2 separate regions of the Mus musculus genome follow, and region 1 is linked to region 2. A link is a contact called in public Hi-C data. All regions are on one chromosome and are shown on one strand. Each heading gives the region's core, a stretch centred on a gene start, on an enhancer-like site or on the middle of the called end of the contact. The rest is flanking DNA. Distances are from core to core; before and after follow the strand shown. Region 1 overlaps Agbl4 (ATP/GTP binding protein-like 4). Region 2 has its middle 23 kb from the start of Gm33070.

What was found. Hi-C and Micro-C count contacts between places; a contact is called where the count stands out from the background.
Region 1: a Hi-C map of the N1E-115 cell line shows a contact between it and region 2, with 7 times the contacts expected there. The contact joins two enhancer-like sites. A contact is called at or near these places in 2 of 39 promoter capture datasets (the C10 cell line and hippocampal neurons), 1 of 15 datasets of contacts at CTCF or cohesin (stem cell-derived epiblast-like cells), 16 of 484 Hi-C or Micro-C datasets (the AtT-20 cell line, the N1E-115 cell line, the P5424 cell line and 12 more) and 1 of 9 other capture datasets (embryonic stem cells).

The regions. Positions count from the first base shown.
Region 1 is chr4:111,617,914-111,622,406 of GRCm38.p6, forward strand. The region is part of intron 11 of Agbl4 (ATP/GTP binding protein-like 4); the gene reads left to right. Among named protein-coding and RNA genes, the nearest start is that of Spata6, 100 kb to the right of the region's middle. Within about 2 kb of position 2,143, at least 1 of the 459 cell types and tissues checked has an H3K27ac peak or open chromatin away from gene starts, as enhancers often do. A contact at or near this core is called in the N1E-115 cell line, where this site is marked.
Region 2 is chr4:110,127,143-110,131,995 of GRCm38.p6, forward strand. No RefSeq gene overlaps it. Among named protein-coding and RNA genes, the nearest start is that of Gm33070, 23 kb to the right of the region's middle. Within about 2 kb of position 1,974, at least 25 of the 459 cell types and tissues checked have an H3K27ac peak or open chromatin away from gene starts, as enhancers often do. A contact at or near this core is called in the N1E-115 cell line, where this site is marked.

The DNA.
Region 1 (4,493 bases), core at 893-3,392, 1.5 Mb after region 2:
TATCATAAAGTCACTTTATTGTGTCTGTGATGTTCTGATAGAACTTGTTAATTTTTATCCTTTGAGTTTTAAATTGATTCATTTCTCTTTTCTAAACTTTTCCTCAGAGAAAGTATTGTAGTTGAGAAAGTTTTAAACAGGAAAAGGATGGTATAAATTAGGAACACAGTTGTCCCTCGATGTTCCAAGATGGTTCTAGAAATCCTGAAATCCTGATATTCTAGTTTCTTGAGTATAGTGTTGTAGTACTTGTATATATACATACATCCTACTGTATACTGTTTGGGCTTTTTTTTTTTTGAGACAAGATCTCTCTATGTAGTCCTGACTGTTCTAAACTCACTATGTAGACCAGGTTGGCCTCAAACTCACAAAGATTCATTTTCCTGAATCTGCCTCCCAAGTGCTGAGATTAAAAGTATGAGCTACTAAGCTACCTCAACATATGTTTTAACTATAGATCACATAATATTCAATGTATTGTAAGTGCTATATAAATTATTGTTATACTGCATTTTAAAGGAAATTATCTGAAAATAGTACAGACTTAATTTTGTAAAACTATTTTCTATCCATGGCTAGTTGAATCTTCTGATACAGAACCCATGGATATGGGAGGCCCATTCACTTAATGTACAAACTACCCCTTCCCCAATTAAAGTGCTCACACTAGCCTTTCATAGCTCTTGGTAAATAGTCATAGAGTTCCTGCTATAAACTGTGTGGGGCGGGGAATCTCATATGCTAGTGGCATGAGTTAGAACCCAGTCTACTGAGGTTTCAGTGATCCTCTGTTACTTTTCTGAACTTAAGAGGTCCAGGTGATAGCCTCAGAGCAGGGGCGAGCAAGGAGTAATCCAGGTGGTAGGTCAGTGTTTCAGACTTCCTAGAGCCTTGGAGATGTCATGATAAGAACTGGATGCTCTGCCCACAGACACCAAGACTGAGCCCATCACCTTAGAATGTGATATTATATCTTCTGGCTCAGCAAGGCCAACAAAATAGTCTGTGCTATGAAGCAGAGGCGCATGGCTTCCCAAAATCTAGCCATTCTTAAATGCCCCTGGACACCCTCTCCTGCCAACATTTGGTAGTGTGATCCTCCAACTCCTTAAAGACACAGGTGAAGATCAACTCCACACCACACCTACTTTGGTCTCCTTCAGTATTGTGGCAAAGGAAGTTATAGGAATTGTTTAGAAAAAAATTGAACTTATGGGCTAAAGTAAATTCTAAACCCAAGTCGCAGGTCTCTCTGGAAGATGCTGTAGCTGGTTTGTTATTAATTTCTGGCATCCAATTATGGGTTCTTCCACCTTTCTATTGGCATGGTTGGCTGATAGAAATTTTATCTTTACTAAAAAATCCTTCCTCAGCTCACAGTTTCTGTCTCTTAACACCCAATTCTTCTTCACCAAAAATAAACATATATTAGCGTGCCAGGAATCACAACCAGCACCTGGGGTAAAGTACTAGAGAAGAGGGCATTCTAAGGCTTTTGTTCTACTGGGGAGACAGAAGAGAGAAGAGATAATTAAAATGTGCACGATAAGCTCAGTGATAGAGGAATTCCAGAAGATTAAGGAACACTTATATTTAAAAGAAGTATATGTATATCAGCATGGTAGTACACACTTGTAATCCCAGCATACTAGATACAAAGGCAGGAAGGTCATGAGTTTCAGGCTACCCTGAGGTACAAAACAAATTTCAAGATAGTCAACAAAAACCTACTTCAAAAATCAATGCTGCCACAACTGCTTCTAGTAATAATAATGGTGTATATGTGTGAATGTCTGTGTGAGTGTGTAAGTGTATGTGTGTGAGTGTATGTGTGTGAGTGTATGTGTGTGTGGATGAGAGACAGAGAGAGATAAAGGGAGAGAGAGGGAGGGGAGGGGGCAGGAGAGAGGGAAAGAGAAAGGGAGAGGGAGAGAGAGGAGTGCTAACTAAGGGCCAGTAGCAGTAACTAAACATGTCTTTAAACTCAGGTAAAGCCTTCTGGAAGGCCCATCTCAACTGACTTTTAATATTGGGCAGGAGTTAGTCCAATGGGATGGGAATGTGTTACTGAAGGGAGAACCCTGCAGACAGAGAGGCAAGGAAGAAAAGTATACACGTGTAGCAAGAGGATAACTGGTCAGGTTTGGGCAAAGGCCTTCAGATCTAGGTGTAAATTTGTAGACGGAAAGGAATTCAAACTTGAATAGTAGGTAATGAAGAACAATAGATGTTTTGTAAATAGTGGGAAGTCACCCTGGCTGTACTAAAGGCAGGGACATACAGTAAGAGGTTGGTGGAACAATCCACATGAGAGCTGCTTCAGACCAATACTAGGTGATGGGCACAGAATATTTCAATGTCGAACTGAGAAGATGCAAAAATAATTGCATTAGTGGTTACAGGAGCTGGAGACTGGAAGGCGTCAGTGGTGAATGAAGAGGCTATGCACCAGCTTTGTAGTCCCTGCTTGTCAGTGGGGGGTGGGGGGAGAGGAGCCTGGAACTATACCAGGGAAGCACAAGTCAGCTTGGTACATTCAAGGATGATTTAACCTGGTTCCTCTTTGATATACATTATTTTCAAGACTCATCTCATAACAGAGGGAGAACAGTCAGACAGATTGTGATCTTTGTTGGCTGCTGGCTCTGTGTCCCAATCAGAAAAAGAAATTACATGGTCTGATGGGAATGGCAATATGGTCTGGGAGGAAGTGTCCTCTAGACTGGGAATCAGGAGACCTGATTCTGACAACAGACAACGCAGGCCTCATCCCAGACAGTGCCCTTCCGAGAGTCCTCTAGGCTCTGCAAGGTGACTTTATCTTTATAGAGCAACTGAGGACTTTCTGGATTTTCTATCCTGCTGTGGGACTCAGAAACACCCACAAAGAAGTAAGTGCTATGCAAAGAACAGACTTTCTATTCACACATATCTGGGTTTGAATCTTGCCTCAGCTACACAGTAGGTGGGTGAGCCCCTTTGAATAGGTTGCATAACCTAACTGACCTCAGTTTCTTTATGTGTAACTGGGAGCTATAATTGTATGATGTTCTGGTTATGGTGAAGTTAAGGGAAATAACTATATACATTTTCAAAGGTTTCCACGAAGACTAGTGGTCTTTGGCATCCTAGCCTGTCCATGTTGTAGCAAGAACACAGATCTGACATTAGAGTTCCAGATGTGAGTTCTGTTTTATTTTCTGAGAGCCTTGGCACAGTTATATAACCACTCCAGACATTAGTTCTTTAACTGTAAAGTGAGGCTGACAGTGAGTTACGTCTTGTAAGGGTTGCAAGGGTTACATGGGGAAGGCTATGTTGTCCTGAACTGTTAAATCAACGTGCCATATGCTCAGTGATATTAGATATCATTCTCTCACTTTTCCTTCCTGTCATTTGTCATCCTTTTGTTGTGAAATGGTAGAGTCTTGATACTTTCAGGCAACTCTCCAGTTATTACTATTTACATTTTATTGTCCTGACAACTAATAAATATGCTATTTTCAAATGGTTGACAGAGAGAGAGAGAGAGAGAGAGAGAAGGAGAAAAGGAGAGAAGGAGAAAAGGACAAACTAGAATCATAAAGTTACTCAATGATTCTCCAGCCTTTGTTTCTGGTCTGGTTACAAGCTAATTTTGGGAAGAGGGAGCCTGAGTCCTGAGCAGGCTGGTTTCCTGTGGCTGTGTCCATACTGAAATCAGATAATGCTGGCTCTGAAGTATGGTACAGCTAGCCAAGGGAAAATACCAAGATTCTGTCAGCTAACTGCTGTCATTTCAGACCTCAGTGGACCCCTCAGAGTGGGCCTTCTGACATGTTCATCAAACTATTTTATTTATCCATCTGTCCAACAAAACCCATTAGACATTGGAAAGAGATGGGAATAAGTGGCTATGTATTTAAGAAGATAGGTTTTTGAGCAAAGAGGACAAGGGAAAGAGAATAAAGGTCCTGGCAGATGAAAGATCTGCTGGGCTAGGGGGAAGGGGTCATCAGGGAGCAGAGGGGAAAGAACTTCCTAGAAGAAGAGAAACCAGGGCTCAGACTTCCAGGGTGAATAGATGCAAACTAGGCAAGAAGGGGGTGGAGCCACCTTCCTGGCAGAGGGAGAAGTACAGGAGAGAGGCCAGATGCCAGGGGAAGGATGCTCTGTCCAAGCATTCCACGGTAGCTGGGGCTGGGCCAGGAACAAGCAGTGATCAATAACCATGGGAGAAAGACCCGTGAAAGAAGCACATTGAATATGCTGCAATAACAGTTACAAAACATTGTTATTGTTTGTTTCCACTGGCTTCCTAGATAGATGAATATAGATAATAGAACCATAGATATGAGAACTCTGGCAGGCCCAGAGACTGCCCAGTCAGTCTCAGGAAATTAAGAAGTTCCAATTAATTCTAGTCACAAAACAGTCTCAGTTGAGCAATTACTGTGTCTGGTCTGATTCGAAACATCAAACCTCTTCAAAGAAAATCATCCCCACCCTCT
Region 2 (4,853 bases), core at 724-3,223:
GAGGGATCTCAGAGTCAAGGGTAGACACACTGTCTTTCCATCATGATACCATCTGAAAGAAGGAAGGAAGGTCAGACCCTCCTGTGAGGGTCACCTGGGTGTCAAACCTCAAGACAGCCTCTGAAATATGCTTTTCCACCTTGGTGTCTTTGGGAAACACACTCCACCATGGTGGCTTTCTGGACAGTTTCTTCCCAGGACTTTGGTGAGTGGCAGGTTTCTGTATTGATGCTGCCAGATGGGTCCACAGATCAACCATGCTTTTATCTGTTTGATCATCCATTGCTCATTTGCTTATTCACTGAGCCCTAATGAGATGTGCCTGCAGTAGACCCTTACAGGTGTAGACTCTGTTACTAGGTGGGGTGGGATCTGTACAATGGGCTCTCTTGTTCTTTAACTCACCTCAAATCTTCTCTGCACAAGGCACTCATTGAAAAACACAACCACTGACTGTCAAGTAACAAAACACAGAGGAGTGACCCCTCCAATATTCAGTTGTTGCCCTGGCTCTGCTGGTCCTGTCTTCAGTGTCTCTCTAGAGTTCTTCTGCTTCAGCTCTTGGAGTCATGCTCTTGGCTGGAGTTATCTTTGTAAAACATAGCTGACCTCAAGACAGCATCCCTGCCTCCCAGCCTGGCAGTGTAGATCTCTTGTAATTGGATTGTTCAGTGTGCACCCAAACACACAGCCAGTTCTTGCTCCTTGGGCTGTGTGTTCTTCCTGCTTTTCTTTTTTCTTACACAGCCAACTCTTAAAACCCAGTTCACATTCTGCTCAGCTTCAGCTTCCCAGACTCTGCAGTCACTGGCTTCAGCCCTGCAGTATTTCCCCAGTCTGGCCCTCTTCCTCTGAGGTCCAAGCATAACCTCAAGGCACAGACAGCATCTTTCCATTTCTGTGCCCTCTAACCTTAGCTCAGAGGCTGGCTCAGGCAATTCAGAGTATTTGTTGAATGAATTATGTATGACACTGTGATCTCATGGCCTCCATCAGGAAGGGACAACAGGGCCCTTTGACCTCTTGGGAGTGGGAAGTATTCTCAGCTGAATTCTCCTGGCAGACACTTTTCAACATCAAGACAGCTGCTCATTCCCTAGAGGTTCCATCTCTGCTTCTTTCCCCCACTGGTACAAGAACATTTGGCCATAAACTTTGCTGGCTGTTAGATTGCAGCCACAACCTCGAAGGGAGCTCATCCCGACAAAGCTGTGACCTAGACACTTGGCCTACTGGGAGCCTTGTGGTCTGGCCCTGCTTTCTCACAGCATCATGCCATATCGCATTGTAGTTTTCTATTATGACTCCTGCCTGACATTCTCTGCTTGCTCACACCCCTTTCTCTATGGGTTTCTCTCTGGTTCTTTTGCCCACTTTGGGGTCAATTTTCTTCTGGTCCACAGGCCTGCCTTGGGTACAACCCTACTTTCTGACACCTCTACCACTGAGTTTCCACAGTGTATTCTCATTATTAATTTTCCTTACTAGCTCATACAGGATCTTGGTTGATTCTCTTTGCTATCTTTAACATCTGGATTGTGGTTCACACTTACAACTATATGCATATAGATAAGTTGTGTTGAGACTCTTCCAGAGTTCCATAGGCCTTGTATGAATGGAGTATTCGGCGAGGGTCACGGCATAGGAGAAGATATACCCAACCCCTCGCCTTGCAAAGCAAATCAGATACACTGTCCATGAAGCAGAGTTAAGGACCCTTTTCAATGACATGGCTGTTGGTGAGAAAATGAGGTTTCAGGACTAGCTTTGCTACAGACAAACCCTGACTGCTCTTCTTGTCTGTCTATACTTGATACTTCACTTCTAAAATAGTGACCACAAGCCTTTTTGGCCTACTTATCAGAGGAGGAAGTAATAGCTCTGAAATATTTTTTGTAACCTTTAGTTATTCTGAGAAAGCTTTGCAATATAGCCCAGCAGTGCCCACTAGAGGGAGCAGCAGAGCAGTCTAGAGCCTCTGTGTTAAAGGCTGTGGAAAGGAGGTACCAACGCTGGAGTAGATTCTGGGCTTGCCCAGAAAGAGGAATACAGGGTACAGGATGTATTGTAATGAGGTCTTAGGCTCACCTCACTGCAATGATTCTTTCCAGAGTCAAATGGCACTTGGGGCTCTCTTTGAGAAGCAAACAATAAGGAAAAAACCAGCTCAATGGCCCAAGGGCAGAGACTATCTTTCTTTATCTTTAGGGAGTGAGAGGTATGAAGAGAGTGAAAGTGTAGGTTTTAGGTCTCTTTCCTTTGTGCACTGCTTCTATTTAGCTCCAGAGCCTCTATTCCAACACCCCAATGCCATTGACTATCTGGGGTAGGCCTTATAGGACACTGTTTTGTTGGGACAAACCTGTCTGTGTATATCCCCTCCATGAATGCTTGTGACCTGCAGAGTTGGCCTCACCGTTGATTAGCATCCTCTTTGCTGGGGCAGGCAGGACCAGACTGGGAGGCCAGCTGGAAGAGCACTCTATAACCCAATTTGCTGTGCTGAGAAGCCAGTCTGTCTGGCAGGAGCTAATTGGAAGCTGCTTCCTCTAAGCCTGGACCCAGGAGGGCTCTAGGCCTGGCTGGGCGGGGCCCCCTTTACTAGTCCAACATCACTTAGTGCTTTGTGGGAGCTGCTCCCAGCGGGAAAGCACTTAGCTCTGGTAATTGGCCAGGCAGGCTCATCATTAATTCATGACAAATTGTATTTCAGAGAGAGAGAGAGAGAGAGAGAGAGAGAGAGAGAGAGAGAGAGAGAGAGAGAGAGAGAGAGAGAATGAGAATTGTTTCAGGCCTTGCTTGAAGAAGCCTTGACTTGGGATGAAGGAGAGCAGGGATTCACTTAAGCTCATATTGACTTGTGTGAGATGCTTAGGGAGCCTTAGATTGCTGGTCCATGACAGGAGATAATGACTGATGGCCCTGTCTACCTTAAAGGATGGGTTTGAGGATCAAATCCAGATATGAGGCATGGATGCCCTTCACATGTTCTTTTATCAGGCTCAAGGGGATGGGGGCCATGCACATTTAATGCAATTTTGGTATGGGTATATTTCAGTCTACCATCACTTGGATAAACAGTAGTTTTATTTTTAAGAGTAAAACTGGGGCCTTGCACATGCTAGGCAAGGGCTCAGATACTGATTCTGTGCCTCTCTGGGCATGGATAGGTCCTGTTCATCTGCACTCAGTACTGGAAACCCTCCACCAGAATGTTTACTGAAATGTTTTTTTCTCCCCAGCCCTTTGTTTTATGAAATCTCTCTCTCTTTCTCTCTCTCTCTCTCTCTCTCTCTCTCTCTCTCTCTCTCTCTCTCTCTTTTGGTTTTTCGAGACAGGGTTTCTCTGTATAGCCCTGGCTGTCCTGGAGCTCACTTTGTAGACCAGGCTGGCCTCGAACTCAGAAATCCGCCTGCCTCTGCCTCCCGAGTGCTGGGATTAAAGGCGTGCGATACCACACCCGACTTTATGAAATCTCTTGAACTCTCAGTTGTGATTTCCACATTCAGAGAATTACAGGTCCAGATTTTCCCTTCTGTGCTGAGGACTAGTACTCTTAATGTGCATGTTAGGGCAATTCCAGGGTCCACTGTGCTGTTCACAGTTTCTTAAACATTGCTGTCTTTTTGTTGCCTTATGTCCTCAGTCTTTAAAACCATACTTTGCTTTAGCTGGGAAAGCAAAGCCTATTATTGCTACCATCTTGATACAAGTGCAAGTTCTCAGGGAGGCAGGTAATGGGGGCTATTTACAGCTTTCTATTATATCTAACAATTGGTGTAGGACTTCTTAGGACAGTCCATAGCCAGAGTATGAGAAGCAGAATGGGGGACAGAAATCTAAAAGCCAAGGTTGTAAGTATTTGATCTGTTGTTTACCATCTTTAGGACAGACCCCCACCCAATCCCTATCACATTATTAAAGAGACTTCCTAGTCCTAGAGCCCCCAGATGGGATCCACAGAGAAGAAGAAGATGCTCAGTAAGGCAGGGGCGAACAGGGAAAGCTAGAATGTTGTCTAGAATCTGGTTAATCTGAGGGGAAGAGGCTATCTTGTCATTGTTCATTAAGCATCTTGTCGACTTCCATCTGACATTAGCACAGGCACTCTGAGTTTACTATTTGATTTAAAAATTTAGCTTAGTTGAAACTACTCACTGAATCCTGATGCAATCTTGAACCCTGTTCCCAGAACATCTTCCCAGACTCAACCCTGGCTATGGCTTCGGATTAAGCTCTGATGCTGGGATGCACAGGTGCAGCTTTGATGCTGATATGCACAGGTCCTCCTGAAAAGAGAAGAGTGGCGCCCATTCCACTTGCCTTGTCCTCAGTATAGGGAATGGTTTAAGAGTATTTTTGACCAGCAACTTCTCCATGAGAAAACTGGAAGCATCAACGATTCTCATGAGATTGACTAGTATAGGTGAACACATCACTTTCCTGAACACTTACACCCCCTCATGAATTCTGTCCACCTTGGCTCTGACATTTCCAACTTATAGTGAATTAAGATATGGAAGGGACAAGAAATACTCGTGAGAAATCATTCTTGTTCAGTCTCCTAAAATAGGGTGTATTCATAATATGCTTTATCCCATATGGTTGTTTATACATTATTTGGTAATTTAAGCATTAAAAACATTTTTTGCCTTCCTATCATATACAGACCCTTTCTTAGTTGCTGGGGGGAGATCAGTGGATAGGCAATAAGCCCTATCATGTGGATCTAACAAATTCTAGTGATGGAGGAGACAATGAGTAATCAATGTAACAAATCCTTACAGGGCACGTTGGTGTATATTCTTTGGTGCTACATATGAAAGTCATTGCTACAGAGCCAGGCACATTGT